Regions from separate parts of the Sus scrofa genome. Here region 2 is linked to region 1. The links are chromatin contacts, called in public promoter capture Hi-C maps. All regions are on one chromosome and are shown on one strand. Each heading gives the region's core, a stretch centred on a gene start, on an enhancer-like site or on the middle of the called end of the contact. The rest is flanking DNA. Distances are from core to core; before and after follow the strand shown.

What was found. Promoter capture Hi-C pulls out the DNA fragments that hold promoters and counts their contacts.
Region 2: a contact with region 1 is called in a promoter capture Hi-C map of fetal liver, with 2.4 times the contacts expected there. The contact joins the promoter of EHBP1L1 here to the promoter of SART1 in region 1. A contact is called at or near these places in 1 of 5 promoter capture datasets (fetal liver) and 1 of 2 datasets of contacts at active chromatin or transcription factors (alveolar macrophages).

Annotation. Positions count from the first base shown.
Region 1 is chr2:6,372,048-6,374,747 of Sscrofa11.1, reverse strand. SART1 (U4/U6.U5 tri-snRNP-associated protein 1) reads left to right here and starts at 1,406. Exons shown (of 20, transcript XM_003122517.6): 1 at 1,406-1,815. The coding sequence starts at 1,503. TSGA10IP (testis-specific protein 10-interacting protein) reads left to right here. Exons shown (of 9, transcript XM_021083386.1): 9 at 1-131. The coding sequence ends at 92.
Region 2 is chr2:6,677,408-6,680,107 of Sscrofa11.1, reverse strand. EHBP1L1 (EH domain-binding protein 1-like protein 1) reads left to right here and starts at 1,387. Exons shown (of 18, transcript XM_021082847.1): 1 at 1,387-1,522. The coding sequence starts at 1,419.

The DNA.
Region 1 (2,700 bases), core at 157-2,656:
ACTCTTCTCAGAGCCCCACGAAGACAGGATCCACCGGCAGCCAGCCTGATAAGCACTCTAACTCAAGCTCAGACCAGGAGTCTGGTGTCTAAGATTAAAATTAAAAATAAAATTAAATGCTTTGTGGAAAATAGTGTGAGATTTCTGGTGGTGGGAAGGGGCTGCGTGTTGGGAGCTGGCGGTGGCAGGTGGGTTTGCAGCAGGCTTTCCCCACATCCCAGAGGAACTCTGGCTGTTCTGGCTGCCCCCTCCCTGTGCACAGCTCTGCCTCTGCTCCTGAGGTGTGAGCATGGCATCTCCAAGAGCAACAGCGGCAACTTGCCCTAGAAATGCTGGGTCCTAGAAAGTCAAGAGTGAATAGGACAGAATGGCTTCTGCCTTTGGGAACTCCCAGTTCTGGGGGGGAGGAAAGCGGAACTTTAAAGGGGAGCATAATCACAGACAGATGGGCCTCCAGATGGGGCAACTGGGAGGTGAGGGGTGTCAGGAGGGATGGAGAGATTGTGTGAACAGAGTTTTTGTTGTTGTTGTTTATTTGGCTGTGCCTGTGGCATGCGAGAGTTCCTGGGTCAGGAATTGAACCCAAGCCACAGGAGTGACCCAAGTCGCTCCAGTGACAGTCCCGGATCTTTAGATCTTTAACTCGCTGCGCCATAGGAGAATTCCTGTGTAAACTGAGATTTTAGCTTCAAGCAACTTCAAGTTAGAGCTCCTCTCAAGAGGGAAAAAAAAAAAGCAGCAGCAGCTCCCGCGAGCGCGCTCTCTCTCTCTCTCTCTCACACACACACACACACACACACACACACACACACACACACACACACACCCCGATGTGCTAAATTTTGCGTTCGATTTCAGGGGTTCACAGGCATGCAAAGGCCCATCTCGAGCTCCGTAGCAGTCAAAGCGCACGTTAAAAAAACCCAATTCAGGGACCGTGGGAAGGCAGCGTTTGCAGACAATATTAGTTGTGGGGGCTGGGAGGAGGCTGGGTTGTGGAGCTGAGGGTCTCAGGAGCAGAACGTGCTCCGTCCTCCTACACCTGATCGGCCACGACCCCAGGGAGTCTACTAGGAGGACTTCTGCTGGAGCGGCGGGCGCTGCAGTGAGCATCCCGTGGCTGAGGGTGTGCAAGCGGAGGGAAGCCAGGGAGGCCATGCTGGCTTAGATGGGCCCTAGGTCCTTCAAATTCTGGGATACGGTCTTCCCCGGACTCGAACGCGCCCCTCAAGCTTGAGCGCACGCGCAATCCGACCACTATGTCAAAGACCGCCGCTCGGCCAGTGCCGGCCGCGAATGCGCAGTCGGGCCCGATCCCAGCCTTCCCATGAGCCTTTGGGGCAGCTCCGAGGCAAAGGACGGAAGCAGCCGCTCTTGGTTTCCGGCAACGCGACGGCGCAGCCGGGCCCGACCCGGAAGTGTTCCCATTTTGCGCCGTCGGGGCTCGGCGGCGGCGGTGGCGGCGGCGGCGGCGGCGGCGGGGCTCGGGTGGACCTACCACCATGGGGTCGTCAAAGAAGCACCGCGGGGAGAAGGAGGCGGCCGGGACTACGGCAGGAGCGAGCACCGGGAGCGCCACCGAGCAGCCGCCTCGGCACCGGGAGCACAAAAAACACAAGCACCGGAGCAGCGGCGGCGGCAGCAGCGGTGGCGAACGACGAAAGCGGAGCCGGGAGCGTGGGAGCGAGCGCGGGAGCGGGCGGCGCGGGGCCGAAGCGGAGGCCCGCAGCAGCACGCACGGGCGGGAGCGTAGCCAGACAGAGCCCTCCGAGCGCCGCGTGAAGCGGGAGAAGCGAGATGAAGGCTACGAGGCCGGTGAGGGGCGGGGCCTGGGCAGGGGGCGGGGCGATGGGGAGGGTCTCAGGGTGGAGGGCCTCGGGGATGGAAGCCAAGCCCACAGGCCCAGCCATCCCCAGGCCCGTCGTCAGCGCATTTGGAAGGGTCTTGTTTTGATTATTTGGGATTAAGGGTTGGCTTTCTCTGCTAAACTCCGTGAAGGTGGAGATTTTCTCTGTTTTCCTTAACTGACACATCACAGGCACTCGCTAAATGTGTCGAGTGAACGCATGGAGTGGTACCATCGTGTGTAGAGGCAGGAGGACACCTGGTATTGGGCAGGTTATGTAGAGCTCATAGCAGAGACATGAGGCAGGGGTCCGAACACAGAGGCTCCTGCAAGCCTGTTAAGATAATTGAATTTTGTTGGCGTTCCCGTCCTGGCGCAGCGGAAACGAATCCGACTAGGAACCATGAGGTTGTGGGTTCGACCCCTGGCCTGGCTCAGTGGGTTAAGGATCCTGCACTGTCTTGAGCTGTGGTGTAGGTCACAGGTGCAACTCGGATCTGGCGTGGCTGTGGCGGTGGTGTAGGCCGGCAGCTGTAGCTCCAATTCGACCCTTAGCCTGGGAACCTCCATATGCCAGGGTGTGGCCCTGAGAAAACAAAAAACAAAAAATTTTGAACTTTGTTTCAAAAGTAATAGGGAGCCATGAATTCGAGCTGGGGAGCGAGTTAGTCGTATTCACGTTATCACAGAGAACACTGTGTTGAGAACTGGGTAAAGAGCAGTCAAGACCCATAGAGGAGGTAAGGACTGGCCATGGCTGGCACCAGGGCAGCAGCAGCGGGATGGAGAGTCGTTGACCCATTGGAGAGGTGTTTTGGAGGAGGAGGTGACAGAGCTTAAGCACTTGGATGACA
Region 2 (2,700 bases), core at 138-2,637, 310 kb before region 1:
CGGAAGAAGCCTGCTTATTTGCCTTCACACACACACAACACCCCACAACTTACTGAAAGCAAGAGAAAAGAACCTCAGGTTGCTCAGTGAGGCTTACCAGCTGCTCGTCCCCACGCCTGCTGCACAGTCACTTGTCTCCTGGACACAGTCAGCTGGCACTTCTGGCAGACCAGACTTCCTGCTGAAACCTAGTATTGATCAAGAACCGGGTTTCTGTCCATTCACGAACCTCGCAGAACATTCGCACCGGCACAGGGAACAGGCTGGTGTTAGATCCCTGTGGCAGATCTAACTCTGGGCCAGACACCTGCCACGGCTCATTACCCTACGGGCAGCTGCGCAGGTGATAAGGGCTCTAATCTAGGTGTGAACAGAGCGGTTAACGCCCCAGGGGAGGGAGGGTAAACACACACTCTTTCCGACAGTGATAACGGATTTCGTTTAATAAGACCTGGCAACATCAGTCGGGCTCCACACAAAATGCTTCCCAAGGTTTGGTTCTCAATGATGTGAAGCGAGAAACTATAATTATCCCTGTTGAACAGAGGTAAAAACTGAGGCCCCGGGTGCTCGTCCTTTGCCCAAGGTCACACACTTGGAAGTCAGCCGTGTGCGGACGGTGGGACACCTTCCCACTTGACAGCTGAAGACGCAGGTCCTGAGCCTGGCCAGTGGGTGCTGCCCACAGGTAGGGCGCCCGGGCCGGCCCCTGCCTCTGCTCCTTCCTGCTCCGGTTAAGACGCGGTGGCAGCAGGAGCCGGCCTCCCCAGCGCTGAGGCCAGTGGGCTCTGGCCCGGCCCACTGGCACCCTTCAAGTCTCTTCTCCTTTCTGGGTCTCTTTCCCCGGCCTGCGAAACCGGGCCACCACTGAGCACCTCGCCGCGCTGCGGGCAGGAAGGGAGGCGGCCGGGGCAGCGCTGGCGAGGGCGGCACCGGTTGCGGGTGGCCTCCTGCCCCGGCCCGCGCGCGCCTCCACACCTCGTCGGCGCGCGGGCCGGAGGCGCTGCGGTCCAGGCCGCCCCCTCGCGCCCCCACCCCCCGCCACGCGCCGCCCCCACGCGCCCGCCGCGCGAGGCCCCGGAAGCCGGGCCGCCCCGCCCCCCGCGCCCGCCCCCCCGGAGCCCCGCCCGCCTGGCCTTCCGACGGGGGTGCGGCTCCAGGAAACGGCGCGCTCGCCGCTCTGCGCTCCAGCGACCCGACGCGCCCCAGACGACCCCGCTGACGCAGCCAGACCCCCCGGCGGGCACCGGCGGCGGCGGGGAGAGCGGCCCCCGGCCCGCGCCTCCGATCCGTCCCCACAGACGGGGCGGGCGGCGCCGACGGGAGCCTGGGAGGCCATGGGGACCTGGGCCGGGCCAGCGGTCGCGGGCCGGCGGGAGCCCGGGATCTGAGGAGCGGGCGGCGGGGGCTGTGGGGCCATGACCTCCGTGTGGAAGCGCTTGCAGCGCGTGGGCAAGCGGGCCGCCAAGTTCCAGTTTGTGGCCTGTTACCACGAGCTGGTGGTGGAGTGCACCAAGAAATGGTGAGTGGGAGGGAGGCCTGGGGGACCCCCCAGTCCGCCAGGGGCCCCATCCGCCTCTCGGAGAACCCTGCCCCCAGCCCAGGGGCCAGAGAGGCCCCCGACCCCCAGCCTGGGCCCTGGTGCCCCAGCACTGAGCGGTGCCCTTGCAGCCTCCCGGCTCCCCACTGTTGGGGGGTGTGGGCAGCCTTGGGAGTGGAGGCCTGAGAACCTGTCTGCGCCCACACTTCCCTCAGCCGCGCTCACGGCTGGGGGAAGGGAGGCCTCACGTTTTCGGCCAGAGGGATGGTTCAGGGTGGCGTCCGACAAGGGAGCAAGTTTTGAGGCCTGCGGGTGGAGGGGCCGGGACAGAAAACTCCAGGGACCTTAGACCAGCTCCCCTCTCCCCCTGCCCATTTGTTGAACCAGAGGAACCACCCGCCCCTGGAACCACAGTGGGCGCTGGGAGGCTGGCTCTGTCTCCACAATATCCTTAAAAGGGGAAACTGAGCGCTGGGAAGGATGGGGAGGGAGGAAGGCGGGGAGCAGCTTAAAGGGGCCTGAGGGCCTGGGAGGTTGTGGGTCGGGGAGCAGAGAGCCTGGGGAAGGCCAGGTGGTGAGGTGAGGGGAGATACGCGAGGGGCAGCAGGACCTTCCCGGACTGCCACGGGGCCCAGGGGCATCTCCCATGCCCCCACCCGCAGCTGCCCAGGCCCCTGCGTCACACCCTAAATATACGTGCTTGCTGGTGTCAGCTTCCCTTGGCTGGATTAGGGCACAGCTGTGGGGGCCTCACCCGCGGGGCCAGGCGGGGCTAAATTTAGGCTCCCAAGAGGAAGGACAGGAAGGGACCAGGGGGTCTAAGGGGAGGGGAGGGAGCAGGAGGCCTGAGGTCCCTTGGGCAGCTGTCACATCCCTGGTCTTGACTAGGCCTGAGGGTGGTTCATACCATTCGGCAAGACCCAGAAAGGAGAGAGGCAGGCTGGAATAACACGGCATAGAGCTGGGATTTGAACTCTGGCCTATGGCTTCTGCCCTGTGCCCCAGCATTCTTGATGAGGCCAGGGGGACCCTGGGCATGGTCCTGGAGAGCCGGCTGAGAGTTTGGGCAGTGTCAGCGTGTCTGAGTCAGAGGGGATGGGCAGAACCTCCTGGGCTTTTTTGCCGGCAGCCCAGGCTAGGAAACTGCCCTGGCTCAGGTC